2 separate regions of the Canis lupus genome follow, and region 1 is linked to region 2. A link is a contact called in public Hi-C data. All regions are on one chromosome and are shown on one strand. The core of a region is the stretch at or near the end of the contact, and the rest is flanking DNA. Distances in the headings are between cores, read along the strand shown. Region 1 overlaps JAZF1 (juxtaposed with another zinc finger protein 1). Region 2 overlaps JAZF1 (juxtaposed with another zinc finger protein 1).

The links. A called contact is a pair of places that touch in the nucleus more often than the background predicts.
Region 1: a Hi-C map of amygdala shows a contact between it and region 2, with 5 times the contacts expected there. The contact joins two enhancer-like sites. A contact is called at or near these places in 4 of 9 Hi-C or Micro-C datasets (amygdala, blood, liver and 1 more).

The regions. Positions count from the first base shown.
Region 1 is chr14:41,190,930-41,197,887 of UU_Cfam_GSD_1.0, reverse strand. All of the region lies in intron 1 of JAZF1 (juxtaposed with another zinc finger protein 1), which reads left to right. Among named protein-coding and RNA genes, the nearest start is that of JAZF1, 180 kb to the left of the region's middle. Within about 2 kb of position 5,092, at least 2 of the 20 cell types and tissues checked have an H3K27ac peak or open chromatin away from gene starts, as enhancers often do.
Region 2 is chr14:41,111,958-41,119,062 of UU_Cfam_GSD_1.0, reverse strand. The region is part of intron 2 of JAZF1 (juxtaposed with another zinc finger protein 1); the gene reads left to right. Among named protein-coding and RNA genes, the nearest start is that of TAX1BP1, 170 kb to the right of the region's middle. Within about 2 kb of position 1,417, at least 3 of the 20 cell types and tissues checked have an H3K27ac peak or open chromatin away from gene starts, as enhancers often do.

The sequences.
Region 1 (6,958 bases), core at 3,843-6,342, 75 kb before region 2:
TTTAGTGTCCAGACTATTAAGATGTGGATGGTGAACATTATTTAAAACAAAATTATTTTTTTCTTTCTGGACTGTTAAACAGCTTTATGAGCATGTGAAGGCTGGAATATGATTGTTAGCATTTAAAATCAAATGAAAACATGGAAATGTTTTGGGTTTTTTTTTTTTTTTTTTGGTTTAAAAAATAAACTTGACTGTCCATTATTGTGTGCTCCCTTCTGTGGCCTATCTCCTCTTAAGCCCCTGATAATGTAATGGGGAGACACGTCTAGTAAATATACAGTCGACATAAATCTGAGGACATGAATATTATAAAAGGGCATTGAAGAGAAGGACTGTGGGGAACAGGCTGGAGGGAGTTTGTTTCTCATTTTTTATGAGGGACAATGCTCTTTGGGATTGAAGTATCTTTTAATAGTAAGTGTAGGTTTGATCTGATCTTTGGATCACTGTGTTGTTGTTCGTTGCAAATATTTCCCTGGGCTCTGATTACCAAGGTGTTAGAAGAACTTAAAATGTCCTCTAACCCTCAGGTTTAAAAGACTCAGTGTTTATAAGGGACAAAGATGATGTAAATGCCCAACAAGCTGCATAGTGTTCTCATTAGGACACTTGCCTGCCTGCCTGTCATATAAGAAAACAGAGGTTGACATTTGTTGTGTTTAGAAATCCTTGAATGAACAAACATTTTAAAGAGACCAAGTAGGAGATGAGTGTTATCTCCTCTTTATTACACCTTTTCATACAATAAAGTGAGTAAATAATTCTATTGGGCAGGGAGTTTTAGAACCCGAAGCTAAAACCTAGACTTCATGAGGAGTCATTGGACTAAATCTGAAATGTAAACTTTCAAGAGACTGTAATTGAATAGACTTAACCTATATTTATGGAAAGGAGAAATCTCTAGATGATTATCTTTTTTTCTCTTTAAGGACCTTTCTTAAACTCTGCAGGTCTCTTGTCTGTTGACTTGATTAATGAATATTTTGCTCACTAAAATTGGCCATTAATTATTTCCTTGGGTTGCCACAATAATTACATCTTTCAAGTAAAATCTAATTAGCATAATAAGCAGAAAACACCCTGCCAGGTGATGGGGTATTGTGGGAGCTAGTTCGTCATCACCAGAGATAGCCAGTTCACCACACGGTAAGCAGCAATTGCCACGAGCTGCCTGCCAGCAGGTACAGTCGAAGAGATAGACCAGATCACCCCAAAAGAGGAATTTCGATGAAGTAGCTCTGTAGACACTATTACTAGAAAATATTACCTTATGACCTACAATCGCAGTGTCCTTAAATAATTAATCTTGTTACCTTTCATTCATTTATTGATCTTTTTAGTAATCACAGTTACTTGGGGACAAAGAGGTGCTGTGCTGGCTTTGAAGAAGTTGAGTCTGGTGGTGAGAACATGAACACATTCAAGTGTAATTCATTCTTTTCTTTTCTTTCTTTTTTTTTTTTTTTTTAAAGATCTTACTTATTCATGCAAGATACAGAGAGAGAGAGAGAGAGAGAGAGAGATCGGCAGAGACACAGAGAAAGATGCAGTACAGGGAGCCCGATATGGGACTGGATCCTGGGTCTCCAGGATCACGCCCTGGGCTGAAGGCGGCGCTAAACTGCTGAGCCACCGGGCTGCCCCAATTCATCCTTTTAACAGATGTATGTGCCGAGGTGAATGCTACCAAGCAGATTCCCAGAGCACTTTCAAGGGGAAGTAGCCTTGGTAGTGGCCTTTGAAGGATAGATCTGAGGATGACAACAAAAGTGGGAAAGAGAAGGGGTTTCTAGTAGGGGAGGGGGCCAATGTGACAAAGTCTTCTCAGCAGAATACTTCTCTCTCCTCCCAACTTCCTAATCTCGTAAGGGTGCTTCCTGCTGGTGAGGCTGAACAGAGGGCGGAGTGTCTGGGTGAACCAGCTCGGGACACAGAACGGGAGGTAGGGACGGAGAAGGGCAGGCAGTGGATCTAGAGAGGGAAACAGATCATCAGAACAGCAGCTGTAAAGCATGAACCAGGTGTATACAGAGGCTGGGAAGGAGGTGGGGGTTGTTAGAAGGTAGAGAGCTTGAAAAGAGCTAAGGAAGATGAGTTTAGAGCCAAATTGTAAACAATCTTCTATACATTTTACCTAAGTCTTTTATCCTATAAGCAATAAAGAGCCATTTGTTTTTTTAATTTTTTAAGCTTTTATTTATTTATTCATGACCCAGAGAGAGAGAGAGGCAGAGACACAGGCAGAGGGAGAGGGAGAGAAGCAGGCTCCATGCAGGGAGCCTGATGCGGGACTCAATCCCGGGTCCCCAGGATCACACCCCAGGCCGAAGGTGGCGCCAAACCGCTGGGCCACCAGGGCTGCCCTAAAGAGCCATTTGTGCGGGTGGACTTAATACATTGATTTATTGATTTGTTATTTAGCAAGATTCACATTTTTAAAAATCACCATTTGGGACTCATCAGTGGGTCATAAAATCAATTTAATGGGTTTTCCCAACTTTTTAAAAAGATTTTATTTATGAGAGAGAGAGAGAGAGAGAAAAAGAGAGAGGCAGAGGGAGAAGCAGGCTCCACGCAGGGAGCCTGACAACGTGGGACTCAATCCTGGGTCTCCAGGATCACGCCCTGGGCCAAAGGCGGCGCTGAGCCACCCAGGCTGCCCCTTTCCCAACATTTTTAAAGAAATATTATCAGAGTGCATTGCATGTGGTGAGGTTGAGTGCTGTTTTGTGAAACTTTTGTATATTTCTGTGCAGGAGGTATACTGGTTATAATTTAAAATATATATGCTACTTTGTTTTGTGGTGCAAATGTTGAAAAAACACTGAGCTAGATTGTTGGCTAGAGTGGAGGTAGAACAAGGGAGGAGAGAAGGTCAAGCAGGCAGTGTGGCTGTAGATGTTCAGCAACTAACATACATATTTAAAAAGTATGTTATCTTGACATTCCTTTTTAAATATCTTTATGATATTGAGTCCATGTCTAGAGTATTAAACTTCATCTCATATAAGCCGAGAAAATCCATCAGTCTTTGCCTTCCATTTTTCTGAAGCTCAGCTGATAGTAATGTTTACCAAATCCCAAAAGTCTCCTGAGCCTCTCTGAGGAATCCAATGTCTTGCAGTCCCTTTGATAGCATCTATTTTCCTTAAGCATTAGAAAGTTTTGCATTTGGTTTGAATGTGTGATAAAATCACTTGAATGTGTCTTAGTTTATGAATTGAAAGGCTTTCCTTTTGTCTGTAGAGCAAGTTAATTGACCACACTCTTATTAGTTAATCACAATGGCTTTTAATAAACTCGGCTGAAAGCTAGCCAGAAAGTTCTATCTCTACTTGAAAAGACCTGTAGCTCTTTGGAAAAATAATTGGAGAACTTCCCGACTCTCCCAGGAGAAATTAACACAGGTGCATACGCACACTCGCTCTCAGAGCTCCAGGGTTGGCACAGGAAAACGAAATCTAAGTTCTTTATACAAATAACTCTGGTCATTGTTTTAATGTATAGTTTAAGCCTTCTCTACGAAGTATGTGCTAGAGGCACAAACAAGTAAATACATGGCTGCATGGAGTTATTAACTCCGAGACCACCTTAAGTTGGCCACTGGAAGCAGAGCCCTTGGAGTTTAGTTCAGTGCAGGATTCTCCTCTCCATCCTGTGAGGCTGATGGCTATCCTCTCCATTTCACAGGTAAAAGAACTTGCTAAAAGCTGTAGGTTAGAAATAAATTAAGACTAGACTCTGTACCTTCTAAAGATTAAGTTCTAAATCTGTGTTAAGGTCCGGCACCCAAAGGAGTAACTGAATAGGAGATGCAGGTGTAGTAATCACAGTTAATCCTGTATCACAGTTCTCATTTCTTTTTTTTTTTTTTAAGATTTTATTCATTCATGAGAGACACAGAGAGAGAGAGAGAGAGAGAGAGGCAGAGACACAAGGAGAGGGAGAAGCAGGCTCCATGTAGGAAGACCGATGTGGGACTCAATCCCAGGTCTCCAGGATCAGGCCCTGGGCTGAAGGCGGTGCTAAACCGCTGAGCCACCCGGGCTGCCCACGGTTCCAGTTTCCATCAGAATTTGTCCTAGTCTCATTCCAGTGTTTCCAAAGCATGCCAGTGCTTCTATCGATGAAGTGTTTTTTCTTTTCTTTCTTTCTTTCTTTTTTTTTTTTTTTTAATAGTAAGGGAAGAGAGGGAGAGCCACTTAGTGATTTACTTTGAGTGCATTGACATTAATAGCATGCTGGGACTAAGTGGTGGTTAGGGTTAGTGGCAGGCACTAGGAATTCAGACCTGGATCTAAGGCCTCATCCCCTAGCCGTGTGGCCTGGATGTTTTCTGAGCCTGATATTTTCCTTTGGGAAAGAGATGGGGGAGATACTTTCTTTGTAGGGTTCTCCTGAGGATTGCCCATTCCATACTGATGCATAGTAGGAATATGGTAAGTGGCAATGATACCTTTATGATCAGTTGTTACTGCCACTTAAAAGCAATTGTTCACAAATTTGTCCACAATGTAAACACTCAGTGCTTTCAGACATGACTGCCTAAGAGAATAATAGTAATTGCTATGATTTATTAAGTACTTAGCATGTACCAGCCACTGTGCTCTGGGATATATATGGCTTATCTCATATAATCCTTATAATAACCTCATAATGTGTAGGAACTATGAGTCACTGTCTTCCCTATCAGAAAACTGAGATGGGCTGAGAAAATTGCTCAAATTGCAGTCAGCAGTGAACTGCGCCTGTAGCTACCATATTATGTTGCCTCGCCTAAAGGAAGTAAGCCTTATTTAAAAAAAAAAAAAAAGGCAATGTCAAGTCCACAGTTGGTTCCCAGAAGTCCTTCCACAAAAGCTAGGGATGCCAAGAGCCATCTGCCAGGGCCCTCCCAGGAGCCCAGATTTACACAAGAGGGATCTGAGTTACAGCCCAGCACGCACCCCTACTCATTAGCAAGTAGAATGAAGGCAGAGCCTTCACAGAATGGCGGGGGGGAGGGTGAATACCCAACAACCCCATCACCCCTGTGGCCCGTGAGCCTGCACACCAAGCTCCTGGCTAAGCCTGGGCAAGGAGACCGTGGTGTACGTGATCCTATAGCCAGCCAGGCAGAGCTCTACAGATCTGACCTTGAGCCACGCACCGCTGTAACCGATATGCGTGTTCTGTTTGGTGACCTTTGGGCAGAACAATCAGGTCACTAGGTCTAGACTTTCAGCTTTTCAAAAAAAATTTTTTATAAGCACTGATTTGGCTTCTCTGGGAGATGAGAAGTAATGGCGATGATTCTTTTTGCCAAATCCTTGACTTAACTGGCTTCCAAAAATGCAAAACTAATATGCTTGGTTGTGACCTGGTTTGTAACTGAGGTGAATAATAACAGCACAGGAAAACCACACTGGTTCAGGCCAATCTGAATTATGGGAAAATCTGAGCCACAGAATAGTTCAAGTGATGTAGTCTTATTAATTTTAAGACCACACTGGGAAGAAAATCAGTGACCAAAAAAAAAGTTCCTGGTCAGAGGTCTTATCAGAATGTTCTCATGCATAGATGAAAATCACTCACGACTTAAGGATCATTGATAACTGGTTGGTTGTGATTTGGCTTTTAAAAAACTTGAAGACCTTAACCCGTTCCTATAATTATCAAGCTTAACACTTTCTGTACAGAAAGTAAAAGAGGGGAGAACAGAACTCCAAGTGAAGTCTGAATTTAAAAGGTTTTACTGGATGTTGGATTTATTTTTAAAACCTTTAAGTCACTTTCAATATTTCATTGCCAGTTTCACAATTGCCTTTTTAACTTGGAAAAAATACAAACTGTTTGGTTTAATGACTTTCCCAACCAGTTAATTCTCGATCCCTTTCCTGGTTTCTAAGCCTTCTCAAGTCCTATTAATAATTGTCAATCCTGGTGACATGTTAGAATTTTGGAGATGGGTCGTGGGCATCTGAATTTTTTTTTTAAGCTCCCCAGGTCCTACTAACATGCAGTTCTGGTGGAGAACCATTTATTTCTAGGTAATTGGTGTTATAGAAATGAAACAGATGATACCAAACCTGCTTATAGGATGCATAGGCAGCAGGTGTCAGAACACCAGGATGGGGATTTTTTTTCTCAGCTTGGAAAGACTTTTTCCTAACTGGCTCACTTCTGCATTTATTCCTGTCATTTCTCTAGAGCCCTTAAAAGTACTTAAATCACAAAACCTATGTAAGCAGTGTGTGATTCCTATGCTTAGCAGAAAAGCAGGTATTTTTTAATACTAGATCATTTTTATTACAGATCAATGTAAGTCAAGTCCTCTAAAGTCTGGTCTCCTTCACAACTGGGACCTTTTTTGGGGAAGGGAGAGGTCTTCAGTGCCTAGCACCAAACACTTGCCATATATTTGGCCTTCTGTAAATATCAGTTATTACTTTAATCTTGGTCTCTTAATTGGGTCTCTTCTTTATCAACTTTTTCTCCTATAGTATCTAAGCTTGTCCTAAATTTATAATTTGGTCAAGGGAGAAGGAAGGAAATTTCTTCAGGTGCAGATGGGAGAGATGTCACAGTAGATCTAGGCTTCAGGTGAATGCAATTCATGGTGTCAGAACTGCCCTTTAAAGAAGAAAAGTTTTGGCAGGTGGGGGTGGAATGGGTTACAGGGGGAAAAAAAGGAACAAATGGGAACAGATCGGCATTAATAAATATTCAGAGTGAGCCCCACTCTTGTGTCAGTGTTTGTAGGTGGTGTTATTACAAGTAGTATTGGGTGATGGGAGTTGTGCACACTCTCATTTTTCACTTTAATTGCTTGCCTGAAAAGATCCTGACAGCTTCAAAGGTTACTGGTGGTTGCATTGTTCATAACTCAGAAGTAATATGCATGTGCAATTTGCTTCATTATTGCCCACTAATAACCAATTCTGGAGGAAGTCCTAAAGCCACCAAAGGAGCTATA
Region 2 (7,105 bases), core at 168-2,667:
TCTCCAAACTTGATTATAAATGGCTTTTGGCTCCACAGTGACAAAGAGTTACCACCCTCAGTGATACTCCACAGAATTCCAAGCATTTTCCAAAGTTGTTTTCAGAAGGAAGTCTAAAACCTTTTTGAGGGCAGCCCGAGTGGCTCAGTGGTTTAGCACCGCCTTCAGCCCAGGGTGTGATCCTAGAGACCCGGGATCGAGTCCCACGTTGGGCTCCCTGCATGGAACCTGCTTCTCCCTCTGCCTGTGTCTGTGCCTCTCTCTCTCTCTCTCTCTCTCTCTCTCTCTCATGAATAAATAAAAAAATTAAACCTTTTTGAGTAATGAAATGGCAGCATAGTACAATAAGTGCATATGGCTGCTTAAGATGGCTGCATGAAAGAGGAGAGCCCTATCTTTTTATATGTGCTCTGGCATTTGTCTTAAAATAGTCTGATTACTTTATAGTTAGGCATACCACACTGGTAAAGTATTGTGTTTATGGTGGGTGGTGGTGGTGTTTTGTGTCCTAAGCAGTTCTAGGTTTGTGCTTCCTTAGAGCTGAACTCATCATCTTAGCAAAAAACAAGTTAAAGCAGCTTATGCAGATTTGCCCAGAGAATGCACGCAGTACCCTATTGGCTTCATAAAAATAAGAAGACATTTTTAATGGCATCTGTTTTTCTAGGTCCTTTAACACGACAGCAAATTGAAATATTAGCCACCTTCCATTGGATGACACAGTTGTCTAAATACTCATTAAAAAAAACTCCTCCTTTCCTGGCTTCCCAAAAAGAACAAGGTTTAGAAAGATGAAAATATACTTCATGGGCGCTAATTCATTCTTTATTCATTCACACGACTTTGTGAGAGATTTAAGATATGTCTTGATGCTCCTACTTACTATAGTGAAAAAAAATTCCAGAAAATGTTCAGTTTCTGATATACCTTCTTGTCAGACTGTTTCTGAACTTGGCTGCAGGCAAGTGGCAGGCCATGTGGCCAATGACCTCGCCAGGCTTTGCAAGTGCTACCTGCACAGATAGTGATAAGGACCCAGAACAGCACACACACAGACACACACCATCCAATAGGAATGAGGTGAAGGCGGCGTTTCTTGTATCCAAGAATAAAGCCCACTCGTACTCTGTGGCTAAATTTTAAACAGCACTTTGGACCCGAACTAGCTGACTTCTTTCTGTTTCTTCCATTAACCCTGGACTAGCCCATCCCTGCCAGATGTGTTGCATTTTAGATCTCCTTCCCTCAGTCGCCTGGTGTTCAGAAATTGGGCTAGGGCTGTCTGGGGTTTAAGTTCAGCCACTAAATCATGTCACTGTGGTGTGAATTTCCTTCCCTGTGCTGAGGATATGCAAATACGCTCGGCCTAATCCTCATCACCTGTCCACTCCTCGTGGGCCAAGCCTGCTGCAGGCCAGGCCCTGGTGGGACTGGGCTTGGGGGGCCGTGGGGAGCAGGGGTGGGAGGAATGACTGTAAATGTTGGCGGCGCCAGGCCCAGTCGCGCTCCCGTTGCTGGCAGCCCAACATCTGCTGAGAAGCGTGCGCTTCCATCAAGTCGGCTACAGCCTCCCGGTGGGAGATAAGCCCCCCAGTGAAGGAGGCTGAGCCTGGCGGCGGATTCCAGGCCTGGTGGAATAATGTCTGACATTCAACTCTGTGAGGTTGGGATGGGGTGTGTGGAGATGATTCCACAGGAACCAGCAGCTGCCCTATTTTAACTTTGGCTGTTGACAGTTCATGCTGAGAGCACTTGTTTCTGAACTCCACAGAGCTGGAAACTCAGCGTTTTAATTTGGGGTTTTCATTTGGAAGAGTCATTTTACTGGAACCAAAACGTCTGCTGACATTACCCTAAGAACATGCTGGTCTTGTCTACACCCCGGAGAAGAGGAGATGAGAAAACCCTCCAACACCGAACTCAAGTCCTTGGGAAAAGCAGCCAAGCCACCAGAGAATGTGCGGTTGGCTGGTTAGACTGTCCCCAGGGTCCCCAGGGAAACACTGAGATTCATCTACAGATTTACTGCAAACAATTGTAGCCTTGGTCCTTGCCCCAGACCACTGCCGCCTTTTGACTCCCTGAAGGTCTTTCAAAAAGATCGTGTTTACTGATTCAAAGTCCTGAGGAAGGAAGTTTTAATACCTACAATATCAAGTTCTTTTCCATCATCATATGACTTCCCATTTATTCCACTTATCCTGGCTTCCAGACGAATGTAAACCATGCATTTTCCTGCCAGAGAGAGGAACTTTGAGGAGCTCGCCCCAGCCCCTTTGAGAATTATTAAAAGCATGTATCTCTGGGTGCTCCAGGAACTATAGGAGTTACCTGGCACAGATTAAACTCAGTAAAAGGAAATATTGTGGTCAGATGCTTCCTCTTTTAAATTAATACTCCCTTGACTATTCTGGAAAAAAAAAAATCACCCACTATTAAAAGTTGTTAGTACTTTTGCTGACTTGAAAATATTATGAAAAAATTTCCTATTAAAAGTTGTTGGTTATTTTGCTGACTTTAAGAATATTTTATAACCAACATAAAATGTGGCTTGAAAGGTACCATCTAAATGAAAATGAGAGCTTGCCTTATTTTTTGTTCTGTCTTCAGTACACTTCCTCATATTTATCTTTACATACGGGTTTCTTTCAGTAATGATTTATATTTGCTTTATCCGAAAAGTTTATAATATGCCCTGTAAAAATTTACATTAAGTTCCCTAAAACACTTGAGAGGTTCACTGGATTTTGGTAGGCATATACTTCATTCACTAGAATGAAAACTTGGCTGAGGGAATCATGACGTTTGTCCACATAACTAACTTCTAGTTTCTTCTTCCTTGTATCCTGACCCTTAAAGCTCAGGTATGCTAGAAATTTTTTTCTTAAGTGAACTATTCAGGGCCCCATGGTCTTCATGGATAATCTTAAGAATTATTGTTGCGACAATAATAATACTAATATTTTGCAGTGCATTTTAGGAAGAGGTCCCAGCAGTGCACAGAAACTTTGTATGAAAGGCAGCTCGAAAAAAAAAAAAAAGGCAGCTCGAATTAACAAAAGTGTTATTTTTTGTAAGTGAGTTTCTTGGAAGAGTCTTTGCTTGCCTGCCGTTATAGCAAACATCTTTCCAATGAGATCTGATGTATGAAGTTTTGACAACCATTCCCCTTTTATTGCAAATCTAAATCCGGGCTGGTAAGCGCCTTCAAAACTTCTGGCCTGCAGAGGGCTCTCTAATACCATGTTTTCTTAGCCCTCGCTTGGAAAAAGTAAAAAAAGCCATACTTGCTGGAAGGGGGAAGGGGAAGCCCAGAGGCTTCATAACGTTCCTGCAGTCAGCCTGGTGGCAGTCTGGTAAACAGACTAGGAATTGTGGGCAAAGTCCTTTTCCCTGAGTCTTTACCAAGCATGAGATCGGAGGACCCTGTCCGGATTCATTATTTTAATAGCCTAGAGCTAGTTCACGTAGCAGCAGGAGTCCACCAAAAAGGCATTTCATTATTGAAACCAAAACTGGTACGTTGTAACTGCCGATTAGTAGTAGTCAGGGTTTTTTTTTTTTCGGTATTTCAAGTAATTTATAAAGCGTTTACACACATAAATAGAAAGCTTTAAATGCTGATATTCCATAAAAAGTAAATAAAATATATTTTTGTGCATTAAGACTTAATTAAGTGGCATGATTTCATGTCACAAATTTAAAACAGGCGGGTGAGACTTGCCAACATTACTGCAGCTGTGTTTTACATTAGGAAATTAATTAAAACAGTCATTTATGCTTTTTTCCACTTACAGGTATTTAGACCTCTCTGTATTACACCATATATTTTCCCTTCAATCATTATATTATGGTAATCTATCTTAGCAGGCTATATCTTATTCTGTTAGTAGTAGAGGCATGTGGGGGGACATGAATCTAATGAAAAATTTGTCCTGTGCTGGTGAAGCAGATCAAACAGCCTGAAGACACTTCCTGCTGACTTCGAAAGAGGGGGTGCTCCGTATTTATGCACAAGTTCTTTCCTTTTTTCACATCTTAGCAGAATTTCATTTTACGTTTCATTAGAACAGGGTTTTTCTTTTTCCCCTGGTGTCAGGAAGGGGGAAGCAGGGGAAACAGAAAAAAAAGACTTGACGTGCCAGGTGACACATCATCATTTAGACTTAGCTGTTATGCGAGACCTTATTTTTGAAGCCGACCTGCTTATAAAGCTCAGTTATGGAATGTGCTAAACCTAAAACAAATTAAAACACGCCCAAGTGGATAGTTGATATGCAGTTTGCAATTCAAATAAATATTGTCCTGATTTTCTGTATCAGAGCTAAATAATGGCTAAATAATGACTCCCTTGAGCTATCAAGAACAAATCGATCACCCTGTACTTATTTACTGCAGTTATTTATGTTAACAACCATAATAAAATTATTACTTGATGAAGTTTTAATGATGTAAGTAATTTTGCTTCCCAAGAGGCATCAGTTGCCAAATGAGGCTGAAGTTTTGAAAAAGCTACAGACTCAGTATATAAAACGTTAACTATAAGATCTTTACTTTGGGGTGTAACATACAATAATATGGACTAGTCTTAGGTCGGGGTCAGAGACTTTTGTTTCCTCAAACACCAGAGGTATTTCCCGTAAGTTACTCACACCTGTGAGACATCCATTTGATTGATTTTAAGGGTGGCAATCAGGGAGGATTCTAACTAAGGCATAAGCAATTACACAGTTGCACACAGAAGTAAACAAGGAAGGAAACCAGGAACTACCAGAAACAAGGAAGGAGTTGTCATTAGTGGTAGTTAGACTTAGAGCCTATTTCCAACTTGTGCTTCTTGAATGGATTAGCTGCTTTTAATTATTTTTTAAAAAGGCATATGTAAAAAAGACATTGGTAAAATTCATAGCTCTGAATCTTCTTAGCTCTCTGAAATCAAATTCCTTGTTGAGTGCTCCTGTAATCAAACAGCACAAAATTAAGCCCATTCCTTCCTTTTTTTTTTTTTTTTTTTAAGATTTTATTTATTTATTCATGAGAGAGATGCAGAGACACAGGCAGAGGAAGAAGCAGGCTCCACGCAGGGAGCCCGGCATGGGACTCGATCCCGGATCTCCAGGATCAGGCCCTGGGCTGTAGGCAGTGCTAAACCGCTCAGCCACCCGGACTGCCCCTCCTTTTGTAACCTTAAGTCCACCCCTTTTTTCTAAGACTTCACTCAAACCTATTGTGTGCTTTCCAGCAAATTTGGCACTATTTTACTTATTTCTGTGTTGTTGCCCTGTTATCTCAGAATACATCCTCTTGCTTGCTCTGTCTAGCACTGGTAGGTTACATTTTTGATAACAGAACATGCTCTTATAGTGCTTTCAGCCAGTATTGACATGCTTGCATCTTGAGTAGTCTAAACTTGGTGGTTCTCAAACCAATAGCATTAGCATCCACCTGGGGAACTTGTTAGAAATGCTCATTCTCAGATGCTACTCCAGACCTATTGAATCCATTTACCTTTGAAAAATTGATAAATGTTTTTTTAAAAACTCTCACCACAGGTTTGTGTATGATTGACTTATCATTATTCTTAACTGGTTTACACCCCAATTTTTCCCTTTTTAGATCCTGTTGACAACTTGGGGCCAGCCAGGTCCAAAGTGTTTCTCCTGTGAGGTCAAAAGTTGTAATTCTGCAAAGTATAATTTAATATCTCCTCCTAATGGGATAGTCCACCCAACCTGTGCTGAGTATTTAACATTGCCCCTTACTGGGTTCTGTTTTTTTGTTTTTGTTTTTTAAGATTTTATTTATTTATTCATGAGAGATACAGAGAGAGAGAGAAGCAGAGACCCAGACAAAGGGAGAAGCAGGCTCCATGCAGGGAGCCTGATGTGGGACTCAATCCCGGGACTCCAGGATCACGCCCTGGCTGAAGGCAGGCGCTAAACCACTGAGCCACCCAGGGATCCCTGGGTTCTGTTCTAATACTACCTCAATCGTTTATTAAGCAGGTGACCTTCAGTGGGCCTCTCACCATCTGCTCTTAAGAACTCTAATATTTCGCATGGTGTGAAAGCAAAAATCTTTACGCAGAGGGCTGGGCTAGTGACTTCACAAAGTCCCAAATCAGATTATTGATATTAATGAAATGTGTTAAAAAAAGAATCCATCTGAGTAAATCTGAAGATCTAATTGGCTTTATTCAGCAATTCGTGGATCAAGCAACATCCCACCCAGCAAATAGAAAGGAGCTTCAAGGACTTATACAGAATGAAAGGCTTTTATAGGCACCACTGTTTCTCTTCCACTCCTCAGTTCCTTTGGGAAAATATACAGTGAACAGTCCAATAGATTAGTCAAATTAGTTAGTATATAATCAATATTAGTCAATGTACAGTCAGAGAAATGGAAATTTAAAAAAAAAACACAACAGTAAATGAAGTGACTGCTTGCAACTCTGCTCACAAATGTTCAATGAAGCCATACAGGGAGAACATACTCAATAACTACCTGATTATCTGCAAAGAATGAATGGAAAAGTTCAAATACTATAAACTATTGACTGCTCTATTCTTGAGCTAGATTCTGTTTGTAAGCTGCTAATTCCCCTCCTTTGCTCAAAAGGATACAGCAATATCTGTGTCATGATCCCCTGCCTTGCAAATCAGTGAAGTGATATTACTACATATGAACAATTAGAAAATAACCAAGTACTGAACCTTGTGGTTTTCTGGTAGTTGGAATTGGTGTCCACATGACATACATGTTAGCCCGAATGATGATAAAATGTGAAGTGTAACATGAGCCAGGGCTTGAAGGATGATTAGGATTTTTTTAAAGGGGGTGTCTGAGCTAAAAGGGAAAAAATAATTTAAATGCAGCATTAAAGTTGTATATACTTTATATTAGGTAGGATGGGCTTGGTTATACTGCTTGAAAAAAATAATTTCCAGAACTCAATGACTTAATACTGCAAAGTTTATTTTTTGCCCACTGTGAATGTCCAGTGTGGCTGAGGAGGAATGCTCTGTTCATTTTAGTTATTCAGTAACCTAGAGTGATAAAGCTTGACTCACCATCTGTAATCACTACAGCAAGAGGAATCTCAGTG